2 separate regions of the Sus scrofa genome follow, and region 2 is linked to region 1. A link is a contact called in public HiChIP or PLAC-seq data. All regions are on one chromosome and are shown on one strand. Each heading gives the region's core, a stretch centred on a gene start, on an enhancer-like site or on the middle of the called end of the contact. The rest is flanking DNA. Distances are from core to core; before and after follow the strand shown. Region 1 holds the start of ADGRE1 (adhesion G protein-coupled receptor E1). Region 2 holds the start of TUBB4A (tubulin beta-4A chain).

The links. HiChIP or PLAC-seq counts read pairs in DNA pulled down with a chosen protein or histone mark.
Region 2: an H3K27ac HiChIP or PLAC-seq map of alveolar macrophages shows a contact between it and region 1. The contact joins the promoter of TUBB4A here to the promoter of ADGRE1 in region 1. A contact is called at or near these places in 3 of 5 promoter capture datasets (fetal liver and liver), 2 of 47 Hi-C or Micro-C datasets (blood and skeletal muscle) and 1 of 2 datasets of contacts at active chromatin or transcription factors (alveolar macrophages).

The regions. Positions count from the first base shown.
Region 1 is chr2:72,301,375-72,307,838 of Sscrofa11.1, reverse strand. ADGRE1 (adhesion G protein-coupled receptor E1) reads left to right here and starts at 1,914. Exons shown (of 42, transcript XM_021083974.1): 1 at 1,914-2,057; 2 at 5,086-5,148. The coding sequence starts at 2,027.
Region 2 is chr2:72,595,601-72,601,990 of Sscrofa11.1, reverse strand. It overlaps TUBB4A (tubulin beta-4A chain), which reads right to left and starts at 2,747. Exons shown (of 4, transcript XM_003480812.4): 1 at 2,061-2,747; 2 at 1,410-1,518; 3 at 1,201-1,311. The coding sequence starts at 2,117.

The DNA of each region.
Region 1 (6,464 bases), core at 665-3,164:
TTAAATGTAACACAGCTCTGTTTATCCTCCTTCTTGGAGGGCTTTGCTGTATTTTCGTGCTCGTTCTTAGCTGCAGCTTCACTGGATAGGGTCTCTTGATCCACAGATGGAGCTGTTGATGAATCTTCTTCGGTGACCATAATTCCAGGGTAGGTATTTTGCCTTGCCCAGAGCGAAAAAGGAGAATATGAAAACAAATGGGGCTCTTCTTCCCAAGACCTCAGGGCTGGGCTTTGCCCTTCTGTTTTATCTTGGAGCACAGGATTTGGGTGCCCTAGCCTGACATCTGCCAGCCACTGCATTTTGTCATCAACAGGGCTATGGTCTGGAGCGCATTCTATCTGCTTGGAGGCCAGGTCTTAAGTTAACACAAGCCTCAATCAGTGACCGACAGCATCTGGTGGATAAATACCCCAGCTCCCTCACCCGCCTCGTTTGGGATAAGTCTGAAGAGGGTGCTTTAGGCTGTCTCTTAGGTAGTTTGGGATTAACATATACACACAATTACATATAAACGAGAGAAACAACAAGGACCTACTACATAGCACAGATGTCCTCAACCTCTGTTTCAGTTTCAGTTTTTTACTGGGTAACTTACTGGATAACATTCATTGTGGGCTCTTTTCCTTCCTTCTCTCACTTCTCCCATCCTCAGCTGGAGCGTTTTTGGGGTCACCTCCCTGATGAACTGCTTTCACTAGACGCCTTGTCTCAGCCTCTGCATCTGGGAGACCCTAACTAAGATATTCCTAGGCCACCCTGTTTATGAGAAGTTGCATGTGTATGTGTGTCTTCGGTTGGGCTTGGGGAGGGGGGATGGAGTGGGAGTGTCACCGACAGTGATCAGATATTATGGGGAGCTGAAGGCAAACAAAATGGTGAAAGTTCTAGTCTTTGGGGTCAGAGGGTCCTGGATTCAAATCTCAAGTCCAGGTAGTCTTGGACAAGACACATCTTCTCTCCAAGCCTCAGTTTCCTTTTTTCTTTTTTGTTTCTAGCATCTTTATTTTTAACTTTTCTTTCTTTATTTTTTATTAGAGTGTAGTTGATTTACAGCGTTGTATCAATTTCTGCTGCACAGCATAGTGACCCAAACATACATGTATATACATTCTTTTTTTCATACTGTCTTCCGTCATGTTCTATTCCAAGAGACTGGACATATTTCCTTGTGCTGTGCAGCCAGGACCCCATTGCTTAGCTCATCCATTCTAAATGTAATAGTTGACAGGGAGCTTGGGGTTGGTAGTTGCAATTTCCATTCTATTGTATTTTTAAATGAGATAGGTAGGGGTAGGAATCCCTACTTGATGATGCTGACATGGCGATGAAATTAAATTTTCTTGGAAACATATTTAGCACAGTGCCTGGTACTTGAGGTTTATGGTGGTTATTGTACGGGGAAAACTGGGAAAGGACCCTTGAGTTTTGGTCTTGCTTCATTGGGGATAGATGGTGGAAGCTCATTTATTACTGGGTGCAATAAAATAAGATGATGAGAAATGGGAGATAGATGTTGGTGGGGAAAGAACAAAGTGGAAGGGGGAGATAAATGAGGAGTTTGGGATTAACATATACACACTACTGTATATAAAAGAGATAAACAACAAGGACCTACTATATAGCACAGTAAATTATACTCAGTATCTTATAATAACCTGTAATGGAAAGGCTGAAAAAGAATATATATGTGTATACATTGTAAATTAACTATGCTGCAATTAAAAAAAAAAAAAAAGAAAGAAAGAATCCAGCAGGAAGGAAAGAGAGAGAGAGAGAGGGAGATGGATCCACACACTGACCCACCAGCCAGACCAACCTCTCTACACTGTGGAGAAAGGAGAAAATTAGGGGTTTGCTACACTGTCCTTTCCGAGTGGTGGCAACTCAGCAAAAAGGGCTGTGATGCTCTGGTTGCATTGAGCAATGCTGGCTCTGCCCTTCCCCTCTCTCCACACCCTCTGTTATTAAAAACTCTGGGAACAGAGAAAAGATTCTCCTCTTCGAATGACAGAAACACAGCAAGATGTGGAGCTTCAGTTTCCTTCTCTTTTGGGGTGAGTATGAGGCTGACTAGGGAGTCCGGGGGAAGATTACACTGGATATAGGCTGCAGGGAAAAGGGAGGGCCTTGGGCTATCCAGCCAAGAGATCATAATTCTAGACTGGACACTGCAAACATCTTCATCAGGAAAGCTTTGATAAAAATCAGGGAATTCATCTGCCAAGAAAGAATTTCTTTATAGTCCTTCATTTGGCATGTATTTTCTGAGCACCCACCGTGTACCAGCTGCCGTTCTAGGCACTGAGGATAGAGCAGTGAACAGACAAAGTTCCTGCCCTGTGAGGCTGACTTACCAGCAGGAAGAGGTAGGCAGAAAGGAAGCCACTAACGGTAATAGCAACCACTCACTTAGCACTGTTCTAAGTTCCTCAAATAGAGAACATATTCAGTCTTCACTAAATTCCTCTGATATTGGGTCCTGAAACAGTCCCATTTTACAAAGGAGAAAAAAATGAGGTAAAAGAAATTGAATAACTTGCCCAAGACCACTTATGTAATAAGGGAGTAGAGCCAGGGTTTTAAAGCCAGCCTGGTTCCAGAGTCTGTATGTTTTATTCCTAAACTATGCTGCTCCGAAGAATATATAAAACGGGGCATTCCAGGGGTGATAAGAGCTATGAAAGAAGCTGTCGTATAGTGTGATCGGGGGTTATATAGAAGGAGGAAACCAGGGAAGGTATTTCTTTTCTTTCTTTCTTTCTTTCTTTTCTTTTTAGGGCTGCACCCACAGCTTATGGAAGTTCCCAGGCCAGAGGTTGAATCAGAGCAACAGCTGCTGGCCTACACCACAGCCACAGCAATGCAGGATCCAAGCTGCATCTGTGACCAACACTACAGCTCCCAGCAACGCTGGATCCTTAACCCACTGAGCGAGGCCAGGGATCAAACTCACGTCCTCATGTACACTAGTCAGATTCATTTCTGCTGCTCCAAGATGAGAACTCCTTTCCTGTTCTTTTATTTCTTTTTCTTCAGGTGTCAGTTTTTCTTGGTCTTGCTTTTTTCATGTCATTGTTCCCTTCATGGGTCTTGTGAGTTTTCATCATTGGTTCAAATCTAAGAATAGGAGACCTTTTCTAAGCAACAAGTGTGGGTTTCCTCAGCTGTTGTACAGTGGATTTGTTTCCCTTATTACACATAAGAGAAAACATAGGCACAAAGAAATTAAGTAACTTTCCCAAGGCCGCACAGTCTGTAATTGGTGAAGCTAGATTTTGACACCAAACATGTGATGTCAGAGTTGATATGCTTAAACATGATGCTCTGTTGCCTCTAAAATAACTAAAGAGCAAGAGAAATTTCAATTAGTGATACTGAGGGAAGTTGGAAGTTTAGGTTTGTGAGACTTGTTGAGTGGCAGGTTTCATTAGAAAGAGCAGGTGACTGTGGACCCCAAATCCTGAATTGTGGCCTTGTTTCTTTGGGGGTGTCAGCACTGGGATTAGCCATTAGCACTCTTTTTTTTTTGTCTTTTTACCATTTCTTGGGCTGCTCCCACGGCATATGGAGGTTCCCAGGACAGGGGTCAAATCGGAGCTGTAGCCACCGGCCTACGCCAGAGCCACAGCAATGTGGGATCTGAGCTGCATCTGCCACCTACACCACAGCTCACAGCAACGCGGATCCTTAACCCGCTGAGCAAGCCCAGGGATCGAACCTGCAATCTCATGGTTCCTAGTTAGATTCGTTAACCACTGCGCCACGGGAACTCCCTGCCATTAGCACTCTTTATTCTGCCCGCAAGAAACAAAGAGTGGTGGTGATGACACTGGTGATGGTGATGATGATGATGGGGATAATGATGATGGTGGTGGTGATGATGGTGATGCTGAAGATAATGATGAGGTTGATAGCAGTGATGATAATGATGGGGATGATGATGGTGGTGGTGAAGATGCTGGTGAGACTGGTGATGGTGATGCTGAAGATGATGGTGATGATGAGGGTGATGATGATGATGTAGTTGGAGAGGAACTAAATACGGGGGACTGGGCTGCCTTTTAGACATTAAAAAAAATGAATTGTCTTACTCTCCCCAAAAAAATTAATACTACAGGAGTTCCCATCGTGGCTCAGTGGTTAATGAACAAGACTAGCATCATGAACAAGACTAGCATCCATGAGGACGCGGGTTCGATCCCTGGCCTCGCTCAGTGGGTTAAGGGGCCGGCATTACCGTGAACTGTGGTGTAGGTCACAGTTGCAGCTCAGATCTGGTGTTGCTGTGGCTGTGGTGGAGGCCAGCAGCTGTAGCTGATTCAGCCCCTATCCTGGGAACCTCCAAATGCCGTGGGTGCGGCCCTAAATAGACAAAAGACCAAAAAAAATAATACTACAGATATAGTGTGTATTTATTTATATGGTATATGTATATCTATGTGTCTTGTATATAAAAGAGTACAATGTTTTTCATCTTTCCCCAAGAACCAAGTTTTGCCCTTTTTTTTTTCTCTTTTTTTTTGTCTTTTTGCCTTTTCTAGGGCCGATCCTGCCGCATATGGAGGTTCCCAGGCTAGGGGTCTAATCAGAGCTGTAGCCGCTGGCCTACGCCAGAGCCACAGCAACGCGGGATCCGAGCCATGTCTGTGACCTACACCAGAGCTCACGGCAACGCCAGATCGTTAACCCACTGAGCAAGGCCAGGGATCGAACCTGCAACCTCATGGATCCTAGTCCAATTCGTTAACCACTGCGCCATGACGGGAACTCCAGTTTTGCCCTTTTAGGAGAGATGTCGTTCCCTTTGAGGACGCATACTTAAATGCATATTTTTGAAAATCAGCTAGAACTCTTTGAAAAGAAAATGAAGATAATATAAACAGAATGAAAAACAGAAGTGACATGCAGAAAAGCAGGAATGGTTGTTGTGCAGATTATATTGAACAACGTATATCACTCAGCTGCAGCTTTCATCTAGGCTCCCCAAACCTGTTTCCATGAAGCCGTGCCAGAAGTAATTTTTCAGGTTGAATCTAAAGAGCTTCTTGATGTTTCATGGTGTTTTCCTTTTCTTTCCGACAGGGTGTTGTGGTTTCTACAGCTGGGTAATATTCACGTTATCTCCGTTGGAGTCAATGGCACAGTGTAAGTTGCACGAGGAAAATGCATATGCCCAATGTGGTGGGGAGGAGACTTGTGTCCCAGGAGGTTGAACCACAGCTGGCCACTTGCTAGGAGATGGTGGCCGAACAAGGGATAACATCAGGTCTCTTGGTTCCCACCCTGGCTCTTTCCCTTGTGCCTTCAATTAACATTTTATTTTTTAGCCACATGCATGGCATGCGGAAGTTCCTGGGTCAGGGTTTGAACTCCCCAACTGCAGCAGCAACCTGAGCCGCTGCAGTGACAGCACAGGATCCTTAATCCACTGCACCACAGGAGACCTTCAAAATTTGAAAAAACAAAACAAAACTGAAACACAAAAATAAGGATCGCCACTTGTTTTTCATTCATTTCTGGAGAAGCAAAGCCTGAGATGAGGATTTTATGTGACTCATTTGTTGAGGGAGGGCTCTCAGGAGACCCTTGCAGGGAGGGAAGCAGGATGGGGCAGGAGGAGGAAATGGCCACTCAGAAGGTGTTTCAGGAGATTTTCAGCCGCAGCCTGGTCCCAGGAGGAGCTCTGGAGTGTGAATTATACCACAGAGGTTCACCTGCTCGGAGGCTGTGCTGTTACATGCCTGGATGTGTCAGGCAGTGCTTCAAGGCTAGTGAGACAGCGGGGGATAGGATGCTAACCTGGCAAGGTGGATGCGGGTGGGGCCAAGAGTGGCTGATATTCCCCCCCTCTTTTAACCATTAAAAATTTTAAAAAAATTTTCATTTTTGGAGTTCCCGTCGTGGCGCAGTGGTTAACGAATCCGACTAGGAACCATGAGGTTGTGGGTTCGATCCCTGCCCTTGCCCAGTGGGTTAACGACCCAGCGTTGCCGTGAGCTGTGGTGTAGGCTGCAGACGCGGCTCGGATCTTGTGTTGCTGTGGCTCTGGCATAGGCCGGTGGCTACAGCTCTGATTTGACCCCTAGCCTGGTAACCTCCATATGCTGCTGGAGCAGCCCAAGAAATAGCAAAAAGACAAAAAAAATTTTTTTTTTTCATTTTTTTGGCTGTGGTGTGCAGCAGCTTGATGTGGGATTTCGGTTCCTAGATCAGGGATTGAACCTGGGCAGCAATGGAGAAAGTGCTGAGTCCTTACCACTAGACCACCAGGGAACTCCCAAACCCTTAAAAAAAATTATAGCTGATTTACAATGGTGTTTTAGTTTCTGGTGTATAGCAAAGTGAACACACACACACACATACATGTTTACTTTTAGATTATTTTCCATTATAAGTTATTACAAGATATTGAATATAGCTCCCCATGCTATATAGTAGGTCCTTGTGTATATGGCAGTGGG
Region 2 (6,390 bases), core at 1,498-3,997, 290 kb before region 1:
ATGCCCCTTGAATCTGAGGTCTCCAAAAGTGCTCATGGTCTTTATACATGCTGTTCCCTCTGTCTGGCACATCTTTCCTTGCTTCCTTGCACCTCAGTCAACCCAAGTCCTACTCACTTTGTAGGCTGCAGATATTAATAGTGGTAATGATAATACAAACCACAACAAAGCATCAACTGCTTCTCTTCCCCTCTGTGAACTAGCCACTGTTGTAAGTTGTTTTTTTTTTTTTTTTTGTCTTTTTGCTATTTCTTTGGGCTGCTCCTGTGGCATATGGAGGTTCCCAGGCTAGGGGTTGAAATGGAGCTGGAGCCGCCAGCCTACGCCAGAGCCACAGCAACTTGGGATCCGAGCCACGTCTGCAACCTACACCACAGCTCATGGCAACGCCGGATCGTTAACCCACTGAGCAAGGGCAGGGACCGAACCCGCAACCTCATGGTTCCTAGTGGGATTCGTTAACCACTGCGCCACAACGGGAACTCCCTGTTGTAAATTCTTTATATATATTAATGGCTTTAAGCCTCACAATCCTGAAAAGTCTTTGTATAATCCCTGTGTTAAAGACGAGGGAAAAAAAAAAAAAGACAAGGGAGTTCTTCGATGGCCTAGTGGTTAAGGATCCAGCATTGCCACAGCTGCGGCCGGAGAACTTCTGCATGCAGTGGGTGTGGCCAAGAAAACAAAACAAAAGATTGAGGCACAGAGAGATTGAGGAGACTGTCCAGAATCACCCAGCTGACTCAGTCAGTGGCTGAGCTTGACTTATTTATACTCTCTTGCACAAGGATATCAGGTTCAGGGGAATGGGGGTGGGGGCAGAGAGCTTTGTTCTTAGCTGTCTCTCTAGGAGATGTATAGGGCCTGGTATGCAGTAGGTGCTCAGTAAGTATCTGTCAACTGCATGAAGTGGCAGAGCTGGGATTTGTGGGCTGTGGTCTGGCTCAGGTCCATATTGTTAAATGAAAATGCCACCTCCTCTGGGAAGCCTTCCCTCCCTGGCGCCTCCCCTCTCCATTGTATAAGGTGCCTCCCACCTGGGCTCCCATGGTGGTCTGTGTGTCTGCCTTCCCTGCTGGGCTCCGGGTCCCTGTGGTCACCGTTGAGTCCAAATGCTAGGTGGAGAATTTTCTCCAAGCCATGTGCAAGTGAAAGGATCAATGCGGGCTCCTCTGCCTGTGTCCCAGGGCCGTGACTTACCAAACACAAAGTTGTCAGGTCGAAAGATCTGGCCAAAGGGACCTGAGCGGACGGAGTCCATGGTGCCCGGCTCCAGGTCCACCAGCACAGCTCTGGGGACATAATTTCCTCCTGCAGTGAAGCAGATGGAGAGAAGCTTGGTCAGCGCCAGGAACCAGCATCCTGTCCCTCCCCACCCCCACTCCTGCAGGTGCACCCCCACTCCTTACCTGTGGCCTCATTGTAGTAGACGTTGATCCTCTCCAACTGCAGGTCGCTGTCCCCGTGGTATGTGCCAGTGGGATCAATGCCATGCTCATCACTGATCACCTCCCAAAACTAGATGGGTGATGGTGGCAAGGACCAAGTAAGGGGAAACCGGTGGCCAGGTCTGCCCCCATCTCCATCGTCTGCTCTCAGGACCCGCAACCACTTTCTAGCTGTCTACCTGTCCCTCAGCAAGGTGAATGGGGACATAAGGCATAGTGGGGAGGCAAGGATGAGGCAGCAAGAAGGGAGAGGTGGGGGCAGGGTGAAGCAGAGTCACCACCCCAGCCTAGCGGGCTGGTGTCAGCACTCCCTGGCCGCTGCCTCGGGGAGGGGCGGGATCTCTTTGTGCGTGTGGAGGGCATGGGGGGCCAGCTGTGAAGCCAGCTGCGGCAAGCGGACCGAAGGCTAGGGCCCCACCCCCACCGGCCTCTTTGTTCCCAGCTTGGCCCTGCCCCCCGCGTCCCTCCCCCACCGTCCCTGGGGTGCTGGCCTCCTGGGTGACCGGTCCCCCCGCCCAAAGACCCGCGGCGGAGGAGCTCTGCGGAGCTCGGCAGACCGCACTCCACATTTCTCGGCATCGGCATCGTCCTCGGCCCGGGTCCCCTGCACACCTTGGCTCCGATCTGGTTGCCGCACTGGCCGGCTTGCAGGTGCACGATCTCTCGCATGATGGTGGCCCTGGCGGTGGTCGAGGCGGTGGTGGCGAGGGTTCTGGTAACTGCGGTGGCGGGGCTGAAGGTGGATGCGGCGGCGGTGGCGACGGCGAAGCTCGGTCCCTGCGCCCCCCCAGGCGCCTCTATATGAGCAGGCGGGGCTCGCGTCACGGCCGGTCACTGGCCCGCTCCGCCCCCTGGTCCCGCCCCGGGACCGAGGGTGCTGGAATGGATGGAGAGATCCTTCTCGATCCCCCTCCCCTGCCTCCTGGAGACCTCCCGGGCCCGGGGCTGAGACGCGAGGTGGCCCTGTGCGACCCCACCCCGGGCGGTGGGGGCGAAGCTCCTCAGACGCCGTCAGTACCATCTGCCTCCCCCACCCCTCTCCAAGCCGGGCCTGGCGATCCGGGTCTTGCGGGGATGGGTCGAGGGTGGAGAGGGAGAGCGAGCGTCCAGTAAACAAGCCGCGGGGAGATCCTGCTTCTCCCTCTTCCTCCAAGCGGCCCTGCCTCAGTTTCTCTGTCCCAGGCCTCCTTCCCCATTCCATTTAGTGCCTTCGCTTTAACTGGGAGGGCTCCTAGCCGGGCCGAGCTGGGCGCTCCGGAGTAGCCATCTGTTTGGGGAGGTTGGGGGCGGTCAGTTCCTGCCGGACTGATCTTGTAATTGTGTAGTAAGTAAAACCCCGATTTTCCTTCCATGTTTGACTAGGGAGACTTGCAGAAACTGATGGAGGTTTGGGGGAGGGTACTGTGCGCTCCCCCTGGACACCTCTCTTGGGCTTTGGATCTGTTGCACGTGGGGTCACCCTCAGCTTTGCCTGGGGTGGAACAGCAAAGATTAAGATTTACAGCTGGATTACCTATTGGGGGGAGGGTGTAAAGGATCCCTGGGGGACTTCCTTGCTCCCGCCCAGATTAAAACCTCTCTGCTCCATTGTTCTAATTCATTACAATGCATTGTTCTAATTCATTGCAAAATCCCTGCCTTTGCATTTCTAATTAGTCTCTGACCTTACACTGGCTACTTTGCCTCTCCGTAGCTGAATTTACTGCAAGATGGGGAGTCAAGAATGCCTGACCTCAAAAAAAAAAAAAAGAATGCCTGGCCCCCAGGTGGTTGGGAGGATCCAAGAGAGGGCCCAGTTCACAGCAGAATGGCCCCAGTTTCCCCTCAATAAATTGTAGCTATTAGTATTACAATGATTATGACTGTAATACTGGGCAAGACATCCTGTGCTGCCCCGAAAGTGAAGGTCAGACCTCTTGTGGCCACCTTCTTTTGGCAGCCTCCGCCTCAGGGGTCGAGGAAGCCTCCTCTTTATCCTCCATGGCTTCTGGCTACTGTGGGGTGGGGGTGGGGTTAGTCAGGTCTGCTGTATGGCTGGCACCTCACTTTCTTACCAGTGGTTTCTTTTTTTAAATGATTTTTATGTTTTCCATTATAGCTGGGTTACAGTGTTCTGGCAATTTTCTACCGTACAGCAAAGTGACCCAGTCACACATACATGTATACATTCTTTTTCTCACATTATCGTCCATCACACCCCATCATAAGTGACTAGATATAGTTCCCAGTGCTATACAGCAGGATCTCATTGCTTATCCATTCCAAAGGCAATAGTTTGCATCTGTTGCCAGTGGTTTTTAATTTTGTGGTTCTCAGCTGGGAGCAGTTCTGCCCCAGGGGGACACTTGACAGTGTCTGGAGGCAGGGTTGTTGTTTTTTTTTTCCCCCCAGCCACACCTTGCACATATAAAAGTCCCCTGGGTCAGGGATTAAACCCGTGCCACTGCAGTGACCCACCCCACAGTAGTGACAACACCAGATCCCTAGCCTGCTAGGTGGTCGGGGAACTCCCCGGAGACATTTTTTTTTTTAAAACTCAATGAATTTTATTACATTTATGCCTGGAAACATTTTAAAATGATCTTTATTTTTTCCATTATAGTTAGTTCACAGTGTTCTGTCAATTTTCTTCTGTACAGCAAGGTGACCCAGTCAAATATACATTCTTTTTCTCCCATTATCCTCCATCATGCTCCATCATAAGTGACTAGATATAGTTCCCAGTGCTATATAGCAGGATCTCATTGCTTATCCACTCCAAAGGCAATAGTTTGCTGGAGACATTTTTGATCATTACATCTTGGGGATGTTACTGGCATCCAGTGGGTGGAGCCTAGGGATATTGCTCAACATCCTGCAGTGCACAGGACTGTTTCTGCAGCAGAGAATTATCTGGCCCCAAAGATCATTGGCCGAAGCCACGGTAGAGAAACCTGATTTAGACTTATGAGGTTATCACCCAGTGCAAATGTTAAAATTGATCTCTGAGACACACAGTTCCTGGATTGCAGTAGGAGGTCCACTAACCCATGTTAACATCAAAACAAATTCAGAGACTCTGTATGGCATTTAAATTTTTTTTTAAATATCAAGAGTCATAAAAACACTTATGTTTTTATGGAAGGCCCTGCTGGGAGGGGCTGACTTAGGACTCAGCCCCAGAAAAATGGGGTTTCCTGTGTCACCTCCTAGGGTGATTTGGGGTGAGGGCTGAACTCCACAGAGGTGGGGCTTCTTGGATTAGCCCATCTGGGAAGGGATAGTTCCCTGGCAAGACGAGGCCCTGCAGGGGGTGGGTGACTCTGATCTTTCTCTGCATCGGGACAGCTCTTGGGCTTCCTGAGGATGCTCAGGGGAAGAATCCATAGAGGGGAAAGGGGGATGAAGTTGAGGAGCAGGGGACAGGCAGCCTTCTAGCACCTGGAGCTTCTGGGATCTGGCATTGCCAGAGAGGTAGAAAGCCTGCAGGGATGGAGTGGGAGGGGTTGGGGTGAGCTGACCTCACTGACACCCCTTGGCCACTCCCTCCCGTCTGGCCTCTCCTGGACTCCCGACCTGGCAGATGAGAAGTGCCAGGTGTACCCAATGGTTCCCAGGCAAGCAAACCATCGCTGGTACCCAGGTGTCTCATGCCATCTCTTACCACCCAGAAAGCCATCAAAGCTCCCTGCAAGAATCCAAAGATGGCATCGTAGGAGGCAGCCAGTGAACAGAGCTAGGGATAAGAGAAGGAGCTGGATGGTAGGTCATAGGAGCCAGATTTTCTTTTTTTTTTTTTTTTTTTTTTGTCTTTTGTCTTTTTTGTTGTTGTTGTTGTTGTTATTGTTGCTATTTCTTGGGCCGCTCCCACGGCATATGGAGGTTCCCAGGCTAGGGGCTGAATCGGAGCTGTAGCCACCGGCCTACGCCAGAGCCACAGCAACGCGGGATCCGAGCCGCGTCTGCAACCTACACCACAGCTCACGGCAACGCCGGATCGTTAACCCACTGAGCAAGGGCAGGGATCGAACCCGCAACCTCATGGTTCCTAGTCGGATTCGTTAACCACTGCGCCACGATGGGAACTCCAGGAGCCAGATTTTCTGTCCCTAGGAACTGGCCTGTACATAAAACTGGAAGGCAGGGACAGGGGTGGAGGTGGGGTTGGGTGGGCAGTGCCTTGAAACCCTGAGAATCCAGAGGGACTCAACCAGGGCTGGGCTTTTGTGCCTCCCTGCCTGTCTGAGCCTGCCAGTTTTGAATGGAAATGGATTTCAGCCTCTAAAGAGGGTAGCAGCTGCGGGCCCCTGAAACCATTATTGGAAGAGAACCTCGTGCTAGACACTGCACCCCGGCTTTGGGAGAATTGTGAGATGGTGAGTGGTTTCACAAGGTTCAGGGGAGATCATTCAGGTAGGCTCCAGCTGTGGCCTAGTACCCCTACTTCTTGCCAGTGTCAGCTCTCCAATCAAACCAGGTCAGTCTCATTGGGAAGTCCTCAAAAAGTAGAGGTTGAGCTCTTGATTTTGAAGTGGAAAACAGAAAACAAACAAAAGCCCCTTCTTTAAACATCATCTTCAGAGTTCCCATTGTGGCTCCACAGGTTAAGAACCCAACTTAGCGTGTTGGAACCCAACTATGTTGGAACACAACCAACACAGTGTCCCCAAGGATGCAGTTCGATCCCTGGCCTTACTCAGTGGGTTAAGGATATGGTGTTGCCACAAGCTGCGGCGTGGGTCGTAGATGCATCTGGGATCCAGCATTGCTGTGGCTGTGGCGTAGGCTGGCAGCTGCAGCTCTGATTTGACCCCTAGCCTGGAAACTTCCATATGCTGCAGGTGCCATCCTAAAAAGAAAAAGAAATTTTAAATTTTATTTTATTATTTTTTTTAGGGCCGCACCTAGGGCATATGGAAATTTCCAGGCTAGGGGTCAATTCAGAGATGTAGCTGCCGGCCTA